Regions from separate parts of the Canis lupus genome. Here region 1 is linked to region 2. A link is a contact called in public Hi-C data. All regions are on one chromosome and are shown on one strand. Each heading gives the region's core, a stretch centred on a gene start, on an enhancer-like site or on the middle of the called end of the contact. The rest is flanking DNA. Distances are from core to core; before and after follow the strand shown.

The links. A called contact is a pair of places that touch in the nucleus more often than the background predicts.
Region 1: a Hi-C map of skin fibroblasts shows a contact between it and region 2, with 2.3 times the contacts expected there. The contact joins two enhancer-like sites. A contact is called at or near these places in 2 of 9 Hi-C or Micro-C datasets (blood and skin fibroblasts).

The regions. Positions count from the first base shown.
Region 1 is chrX:6,805,775-6,810,828 of UU_Cfam_GSD_1.0, reverse strand. LOC111094805 (a long non-coding RNA gene) reads left to right here. Exons shown (of 3, transcript XR_005385894.1): 2 at 1,297-1,400; 3 at 2,483-2,918. Among named protein-coding and RNA genes, the nearest start is that of CLCN4, 7.6 kb to the left of the region's middle. Within about 2 kb of position 2,493, at least 2 of the 20 cell types and tissues checked have an H3K27ac peak or open chromatin away from gene starts, as enhancers often do.
Region 2 is chrX:6,651,063-6,655,729 of UU_Cfam_GSD_1.0, reverse strand. No RefSeq gene overlaps it. Among named protein-coding and RNA genes, the nearest start is that of WWC3, 26 kb to the left of the region's middle. Within about 2 kb of position 3,134, at least 9 of the 20 cell types and tissues checked have an H3K27ac peak or open chromatin away from gene starts, as enhancers often do.

The DNA of each region.
Region 1 (5,054 bases), core at 1,244-3,743, 160 kb before region 2:
CTTCTTCCGATTTTTGAAACTATTTGTAATCTTTGCTTTCCGGGGAAAACCAGGGCGCGGGCAACCTTGAGCTGTCTATCCTGTGTTAGCATCCTGTGGCAGATTAGCAAACTGATAGATACATTTAAAAATTATTGAAAGTGTATCCTTTCTCATAATAATGTTTTTCAGTGTGGCATAAAATTTGTTAATAGACCCACACATTTGTTTCTCTCTGTAAAAATTTAAAGACCCAAAGTAGATAAACTTAGTTTTCCCATTTAATGTTAATCTTATTTGGAAATGACTTAGATGTTCACTGAATAGCCATTATTAGGTTTAACTTAGCATAAGCTTTGACCTAATTTATATCTATTTAAATTACTTTTTTTAAAAGATTTTATTTTTTTAAGTGATCTCTGCACCCAATGTGGGGCTCAACCTCACGACCCCAGATAGAGTAGCACCCTCTACTGCTTGAGCCATCCAGCCCCCTCCTGTAAGTTACTTCTTTTGAACAATGAAGCTTGGATCAGATATCAAATAAATAGTTAACTACTGAAGAAATACTTCTATTAAACCAACAAATTTATTTTGTATTTATTGAAGATCATCGCAGGTCATGTGAACTTGAAAAAAACATTTAGGTTCCTTTCTACATTTCTGAGAGTATACTTGATTTATAGAAACACTTAATTTTCTTGAAGCCAATTAAATAGAGCTCTTTGCAAATTAGTTTCGGCAATACCATCCAGAGGTAGAAAAATATCACACATCTAGAGCACACCCACACAGACATAGAGACATACAGACATACAAATAGACCCAGAGCTCTTTATAGTTTTTGTTTTAAGAATGTTTGCTGTGTCTTGGGTACAAAACTCAGGAAAAAAGTAGTTAGGGGGCGCCTGGGTGGCTCAGTGGTTTAGCATCTGCCACTGGCTTAGGTTGTGACCCTGGCGTCCCGGGATCCAGTCCCACATCGGCCCCCCGCGGAGAGCCTGCTTTTCCCTCTGCCTGTGTCTCTGCCTATCTCTCTCTCTCTCTCTCTCTCTGTGTCTCTCATGAATACATAAATAAAATCTTTAACAAAGAAAGAAAGAATTGAGATATAGTCTCTCTGCTCTCCATTGGGGAAGGAAAGACTGATGTGCTACCCCAAGCCTCGGCTTCGGTCACTTGTTCCCCGATTTATGCTTTCTTTGTCTAAAAGCTTGCTGTGCTCACTTCTTGGGGTCTCATAGTTCTGTGGGCTCCCATACGGACACAATTAAATTTTTCTCCTGTTAATCTGTCTTCTGTCAATTTCATTATTAGACTCGCCAGAGAACCCAGAAGGGAAGAAGGGTAAAGTTTGCTGCCCCGACGATGTACTAGATTTCATTTATGAGAATATCTTTACATGTGAACATAGAAAACAGGTAAGAAATCCACTGAAGTCTCAACCACCCGTGGGATTTCACTGCCTAGCAGGATTCGGGTGTGTTTTACATTTTTCTTCTTTTTAGCTTGGTTACATTTTCTAATTTTTCTACCATTAAGGTGTATTACTTTTGTAACAGGGAACAGTCTTTGCTTGTTTTCTTAAAAACACTCAAGTAGGGATCCCTGGGTGGCGCAGCGGTTTGGCGCCTGCCTTTGGCCCAGGGCGCGATCCTGGAGACCCGGGATCGAATCCCACGTCGGGCTCCCAGTGCATGGAGCCTGCTTCTCCCTCTGCCTGTGTCTCTGCCTCTCTCTCTCTCTGTGTGACTATCATAAATTAAAAAAAAAAAAAACACTCAAGTAGACACAATAATCATGGAAGAAATATTTTTGGCTGTTTTTTTTAAAGATATTATTTATGTATTCATGAGAGACACAGAGAGAGGCAGAGACACAGGCAGAGGGAGGAGCAGGTTCCCTGCGAGGAACCGGATGCAGGACTGGATCCCAGATCCCAGGGTCACAACCTGGGCCCAAGGCAGGCACCCAGTCGCTGAGCCACCCAGGCGTCCCTTCTGGCTGCTTTTTTTTTTTTTTTTTTTTTTTTTTTTTTTATTTATGATAGTCACACAGAGAGACAGAGAGGCAGAGACACAGGCAGAGGGAGAAGCAGGCTCCATGCACCCACCGGGAGCCTGATGTGGGATTCGATCCCGGGTCTCCAGGATCACGCCCTGGGCCAAAGGCAGGCGCCAAACCGCTGCGCCACCCAGGGATCCCCTCTGGCTGCTTTTTAATGCAGATTTCATTACTTGAAGATTCTCAAATCTTAATTGCAAAACCCCAAGAGAACAATTCCCAGTCCTCCTAGATTATTCTGCTCCTAAAAATCTTTAGGAAAGAAGAAGCCAGCCCAAAACTGGTGTTAATGTTTCGTCGGCCGCTGGTCGGTCTCCATCTCTCTTCCGTATAAATTCCCTAGCCGTTGCCACCCGTCACGAAAGCATTCTGCAAATACCTGTGCTGCAACCTTTGAGCTTTAATCTCTCCTTAGTGGCGCCTTCTATTTTCTCCACAGCTTCCCGCACTGTATCCCTTGGAGCGGCGGCTGGGACCTCGGCGGCGGCGGCCGCTCTGGGAGCAGAGCGCTACTGCCATCTGGTGGCCACAGGCTGGAGCTGCCGCTCCTCATCCCACCGCGCGCGGGGCCCAACACGGGGAGCGCGGGGGTGGACCAGGCTTGGCCTCAAATTACTTTGAGTATAATTCGATGCCAAAAATGTTCCATTTCCCGGGACGCCTGGGGGGCTCAGCGGTTGAGCCTCTGCCTTCGGCTCAGGGCGTGACTCCAGGGTCGGGGATCGAGTCCCACGTCGGGCTCCTCGCATGGAGCCTGCTTCTCCCTCTGCCTGTGTCTCTGCCTCTCTGTGTGTGTCTCATGAATAAATAAATAACATCCTTTTTAAAAATGTTCCATTTCCCAGCCATTTTTAAGAGTTCACCATAGACCCTAAGTCTGCTTCATTTGGAACCCCTTAAGTGTAGTCGTTCAGGCAGGTGGAAGTATTGTAGACATTCGCACATTATTCTGGAACGGGTGCGGAGGAAACTGAGGGGTCCTTCTGTCCGAGGAGGCGAACCTGGTGGCCGGGCACCGAGGTAGAAGGGGAGTCTGCATAGACATGGAAACGCATTAATTACATGGTGGGGGTTTTAAGCCATTTTCAAGCCGCCTTGTGTTAACGCCAGGTACTCCGCGAACGGGCCCACTGGTCCGCTGCAGGTCACCTGACCCTCGCAGCAGCCTGCTGACAGGGGGAGGCGGCTGGGCTGTGCCCATTTCCCCGACAGCCCTGACAACAGTCACCCCCCCACGCTGGCACGCCCGGGGGGGGGGGGGGCGGCAGGCCGGGTCCTCCTGGCTCCTCGCCCCGCCCTGCGCTAGCTCCCTGAGCCCCTCCGGAGCGCGATCCAGTTGTGCCCAGCGTAGCTCACATCACGTCGAGGCCCGCAGGCAGAGAGGCGGGCTGGATCTACCTCCCCGACGCCCGCGTAGCGCTAAGCCAGAAGCAAAACCGTCCCCGAATGTCCTCAGCCGAAAGCAGCGCCGCAGCCCGAGGTCATCCGTGGGCGCATCACACTCGCAGGCCTGTGCCCCGTGCCTCTGCCGGCCTTGCTTTTCCCCCCTGTGAAGTGGGCGGCGGCGGGCAGGACTCCTAGCGCCCGGCGCCGGCGCCTCGCGAGACTTGCGGGAGGGATCTGCACGGGGAAGGCCGCGGCCCCGACATATGCTTATGAAAACATCCTCCGATATTTTGGGGCAGGGGGCAAAGTCATAGTGTGCGCTCACACGCACGCGTAGCTCTCCGTGGAGCGGCGCGGCCAGCCTGTTCGCACCCGCCTTAGGCCGCACGGGCGCAGCCGCAGGGACGAGCGGGCGCACGCGCCCTGGCTGCCTGGGGATGCGTGTCCCCGGCCCGGCAGCGCGGGGTCGGCAAACAGCAGCCCGCGTGTGGTTTTCAGACGTGAGCGTTTGCTCGCTGTGACCTTTTGCACCAATTTCGATTTTTACGAGCTTCTCCCTGTGCGTCTGTGCTCTCGCTCAGATACACGGATAACATCTTGAAGGAAAGAGGAGCGGCCGAGTGACGGTGCGGACCCCAAGGGCATGCAGTCCCGCCCGCCGCAGCCATTCGGAGCTGCCGTCGTGGCCCCGGCACCGCCACCTCTCGGGGGAGGGCTAACCCGGGCCGCGGCCTGGAGGGGCCTCCGCGCAGGCGCAGTACAGCTGTGTGCAGGCGGGGGGGGGGGGGGGGGGGGCCCAGCCCGCAGAGCCCGCAGCGCTGGCGCCTCCGAGAGCCTCGCCCCCCCCCCCCCCGCCCCGTGGCCCCGGGGCTCCCCCTCCGGCGGTGGAGGCCACGTAGCTGCGGCGCGGCCTTTTCGCTCCGGGCGCCTCGGTTCCGGCCTCGCAGGCTGCCAGAGGCCTACGTTGTCCCCCGCGGCCGCCGGCCACCGCGCCCAGGGCGCCCGGACGGCGCGGGGGAGCGGCCGGGGCCTCGCCGCGGCCCTTCCCGGACCCAGGCCCGCGGGCGGCACGTCGAGGGCTCCGAGCCACCCCGCGGAGCGGCGAGCTCTTCCCGGGTCGGTGCCCGCGCGCAGCGACGCCGTCACACGGGCCGATTAGCCGGTGCTGTGAAGCGCTTCCCTTAAACTAATTCCACTGCGATGAAACCATTTATGCTCATTTCCCAGGGGAATCTGCCTACAATTGCAGGGCAGGAACAGCAATCTGGCCGGGGCGTCTGCGTGTGGGAAGGAGGAAGAGCAGATTCCAGAAGGCCCTGGGCCTCCAGCCGCAGGCCCCGGCGCGCGCTTCCAAACGCCCCGAGACGCGCAGCCTCTGCCTTCGGACTTCGCTGCGGGCAAACCTCGTTCCAAAGTGAGAGGACAGAGGAAACGAACTAGGGGTGGTGGAAGGGGAGGAGGGCGGGGGTGGGGGTGACTGGCTGGCGGGCACTGAGGGGGGCACTGGACGGGATGAGCACTGGGTGTCATTCTGTATGTTGGCAAATTGAACACCAATAAAACATTCATTAAAAAAAAAGTGAGAGGACAGTGATCACTTGTCTGAAAGCAAACATTGTGATGCA
Region 2 (4,667 bases), core at 1,885-4,384:
TTAAAAAAAAATAAAACTGGACTCAGGGGCAGCCATGGTGGCTCGGTGGTTTGGTGCCACCTTCAGCCCAGGGTGTGATCCTGGGGACCCAGGATCAAGTCCCACGTCGGGGTCCCTACATGGAGCCTGCTTCTCCCTCTGCCTGTGTCTCTGCTTTACTCTCTTTCTCTCTGTATCTGTCATGAATAAATAAATAAAATCTTTTAATAAACAAATAAAACTGGACTCATACTATGTATGCTTTCTGGGTTTTATTATTCTTTACTCTGTATTTCCCCCAAAGTTTTATTGTGAACATTTCCAAATATTCAACAAGGTTGAAAAAAGTTTACAGCTGGGATCCCTGGGTGGCGCAGCGGTTTGGCGCCTGCCTTTGGCCCGGGGCGCGATCCTGGAGACCCGGGATCGAATCCCACATCGGGCTCCCGGTGCATGGAGCCTGCTTCTCCCTCTGCCTGTGTCTCTGCCTCTCTCTCTCTCTCACTGTGTGCCTATCATAAATAAATAAAAAAAAAAAGTTTAAAAAAAAAAAATAAATAAAATCTTTAAAAAAAAAAAAAAAAGTTTACAGCTGACACGTGAATCCTTACCACCTAGATGCTACCATTGCCATTTTACCAGGTTTCCTTTGTCACATATGTATCCCTGTGTCCATCCCTGTATCCACCAATCAATCCATCTTCTTCTTTGACGCGTTTCGCAGTAAATTGCACACCTCTGTGAGCACGTCTCTAAGTATGTCGCCAAGCGTGCCACTAACTAGTGATCCGTATTTGTTAACGGTGGTTTTCTTTGCAATAAACTTGACGCACAGTAAACTGCACCGATCTTTGTATGTGTGGATTTTAGCTATTTTTTTTTCTCATTCACTATTTATCATAAGTATTTTGCTTGGAATCACATCAAGCCAACAAATCAATCCAGGAAGGCTGAACAACTTTGCGAGATACGGTCTCCCGCTCCGGGAGCTGGGCACATCTCATGTCTTCTTGTTGGCTCTTGGGAAAGCTAAGGAATTTTCAGACAGGCTCCTGCACTTTTTACATCAAGCTTATTGCTAGATATTTGAGAGTTTGTTGCTTTTGTGAAAGGACTTTGTTTCAATTCTAATTTCCAAAGGACTACTGTAGGTACATAGAAAGGTGGTTGGTTTCTGTGTATTTAGTATCCAGCAGTGTAATGGAAGTTTCTGCTGGGTTGGAATAGCTTTTTCGGGCGTTCTTTGGGCTTTTTTAGGTCTAGAAATCAGGCTAGCCAAACAATGATTCACACACCCCTCTAGAATAATTATACCTCATTTCTCTGCCTCTGATTTATGTCACCCTGGCTAGACCTTCCAGAACAATCTTACAGAACAATGGTAACGATGAGTTTTTGAATCTGGTCCCTCATTATCAGGGAATTTGTCCAGGGCAGCGATTCACAACTGGGGGGACTCCAGGGTCAGTGGAGGGGTGCTTTGCTGGGGCCAAGTTGGGGCATGGGTGGTTTGAAAACTCTCCACAGGCGATTCTGAAAAGCGCCACCTCTCTGGGGTTAGATAAAACCACAGTCATGTTTCACCAAAGATTTAAGTTTTCATTTAAAATAGCTATCATCATGGGGCACCTGGGTGGCTTGGTCGGTTAGGCAGCTGCCTTCGGCTGGGGTTATGATGCTGGAGTCCTAGGATCGAGCCCCTCGTCCAGCTCCCTGTTCAGTGGGGAGCCTGCTTCTCCCCCTCCCGCTGCTTGTGCTCTGTCTCTCTCACTTACTCTTTCTCTCAAATAAAATAAAATGGGTATCGTCAAACGAAGTGTCTTTTGTTTCTTAGTTTATACAGTGTTTATCAGAACTTGATGCTGTAATGGTGTGAGTCTGTCAGCTAAAGGGATAGAACCATTTTATGGAGCTATTATCCACATGCCGTACAGTTCACCCGTGTGAAGTGTTCAAGTCAGTGATTTTTAGTATATGCCCGGGGTTAACCATCACCAGAGTGGTTCGAGAGTATTTCCACCTCCACGGAAAGAAGCCCCGGTCCCTGCCAGCAGTCCTTGGGCCCCCTGCTCCCAGCCCCTGGCAGCCACCAGCCTCTCCCTGTCTCCTCGCCGGCTCTCTGGATGTTTCGTGCAAACGCACTCAGATCACTTATGGTCTTTTGTATGTGGCTTCTTTCAGTTGACATCATGTTTCTTTTTCTTTTTTAAGATTTTATTTCTTTACTAGAGACACAGACGGGCAGAGACACAGGCAGAGGGAGAAGCAGGCTCCCTACAGCAGCCCAAGGTGGGACTCGAACCCAGGACCCCGGGATCACGCCCTGAGCGGAAGGCAGACGCTCAACCACGGAGCCCCCAGGCGCTCCAACATCATGTTTTCCAGGTTCATCCGCGTAGTAGTAGGAGAAAAGTCATTTCCTGATTTCTTTTTACCGAGGTGGCCTGGCTCAGCGCGGGCCGGCACAGCAGAGCTGGAGGGCGTGGCCGCGGCGTCCGGGGGCGGGTCCGGGTCCGAGCGGCCCCATTCACCGCCCGGGCTCAGCGCCTTCGCGGGACCTCTCCGCACACCTTCGGCCGGAATCTGTAAAAGCCCATCCTGTGCGCTGTGCGGCGGGCCCCCGGCTGTACTCACCGGCCCCCCGGCCCCCGGCTCCGACCCGGCCCCCGGCCCCGTCCCCCTCCCCCTGGGCCCCGCGGTATTCACCGACCCCGCCCCCGGCTGTACTCTCCGGCCCCGCCCCCGCCCCCGGACCTGGCTGTACTCTCTGGCTCCGCCCCGGCCCCGCCCCGGCCCCGGCTGTACTCTCCGGCCCCGCCCCCGGCCCCGCCCCCGGCCCCGCCCCCGGCCCTGGCTGTACTCTGGCCCCGCCCCGGCCCCGCCCCGGCCCCGCCCCCGGCTGTACTCTCCGGCCCCGGTCCGGCCCCGCCCCCGGCCCCGCCCCCGGCTGTACTCTCCGGCCCGTCTCCAGGGTCCCCCGGTGGGCGGCCTCCGAATGCCTCTGCTGCTCTGTCACCGCCAGTCCGCACACGCGCCGGGCCTCTGTCGCCCAGCAAGCCCCCGGTCCCCGCGCTGCTGCGTCCCGTCGCTCTGCCCTCGATCCCGCGGCCCGCCCCCCGCGCGGCGCCTCCTCTCCCGGGCTCTGCCGTCCCCGCCTGGGCGCCCACTCTGTCTCCCCCTGGTGGCCCCCGTCGGGCTGCACGCCCTGGCTGATCCGCACCGCCCTCCCGCGCCCACGACCCCGACCCCGATGCGGGCGCTCGGTGGCTTCGCAGGAAATATTTCTTTCGTCCGGGTCGCTCGACCTTGCGCTGGTGACACGGGGGGCCAGGTGATTCTCCCGGCGGGGACGCAGCGAGGAGTGCTGTCCCGTGTGCCCGCGGCTTCTACCGACCAAGGCGCGGTAGCACCCTGGGGGCGCGACAAGCCGAAATGGCCCCAGGCATCGCGACTGTCCCCTGAGGGCCAAATCCTCGCCAGGCTGAGATTCCCTGTGAGACGTCAGTGACAGAAGGAAGCAGTGCTGGTGAGATGGGCTGCGTGGGGGCACCGACTGGCCCCAGGACGCCCCTGTCCTCGGCTCCCTCCGGCTGAGTCGGAGCAGAATGAGACCACAAGCAGGGCAGGGGGAGGACAAGCATTCCTTGTCCCCAGCGCGTCCCCATCCCCGCGGCTCTCTAAAGCCAAACCCAGCCCATGCCGCCACTCGGGCGACCTGCTGTCCTCCTGTGCCCCGCCGCTCCCACACACCTGTTCCCTGCCTTGATTATGGCTCTCCTAGGCTGCCTGCACCCGCGCTGCGCTCCCCCAACGCGGGGACCCCCATCCCGTCCCTCCCCGGCTTCTCTGCCACAGGCTCTCCCGCCCGCTCACGTGGGGCCCCGGGCCCAGGCCCATGAGCCCGAGGACAGCAGGTGCCGCAGTCCCCGGCCGGGCGCGGTGCAGTAGCACACCTTCCTGGGGGCAGCCGCCCCCGGGAGGCTGAGCAATTTGCCCCAGGTCCCCTCACTCCTAAGTGGCAGGAGCAGAATGCGGACCCAGCCCCTCCGACTCCAGGCCTGGGCCCTTCCAAGGCTCGATGGCCTGCGGCTCTGAGACAGCGGCTCTCACTGGGGCGCCTTTGCTCAGGACAGCTTGGAGGCGAGGAAGCTTCTGGCATGTGGGGGGAGTACCGGGCTGTGCTCCCCTGTTCACACCTCCTCACCCCAGGCGGTTGCATCCCTCGCCACCAGAAGCTTGTAACAAAAGCCCCTTCTCAACTGTGGCCAGAAGGACCTTCCCGCAATGCTAAGCCCGCCAGGAGCCTCCCTCCCCACAATCAAGTCCGGGAAGGGTCCTTTTCTGTTCCATCCCCGGCTCCCTCTGCCCACCACCTGCCACCCCGGGGCCAAAGCCTTCACGCCTCTGTCCTTGCTTCAGTGGTACCCTGGGTCAGTGTCCTCTGACCTCAAATCTTGACCGTATTTGTCTTCTCAGAATCTAGAACAGCACCTGGAACGCCAGAAGTCCTCAACAAATGCTAACAGCTGGAATGTATGAGTGGTTGGAATGCTTCGGTGGGAATTTTTGTTTTAATTGTTAAAGAAGATTCATTTATTTATTTGAGGAAGGGCAGAGGGAGAGAGAATCCTGAAGCAGACTCCTCGCCTGCCGCGGGGCTCGATCCCAGAACCCCGAGACCAGGAACC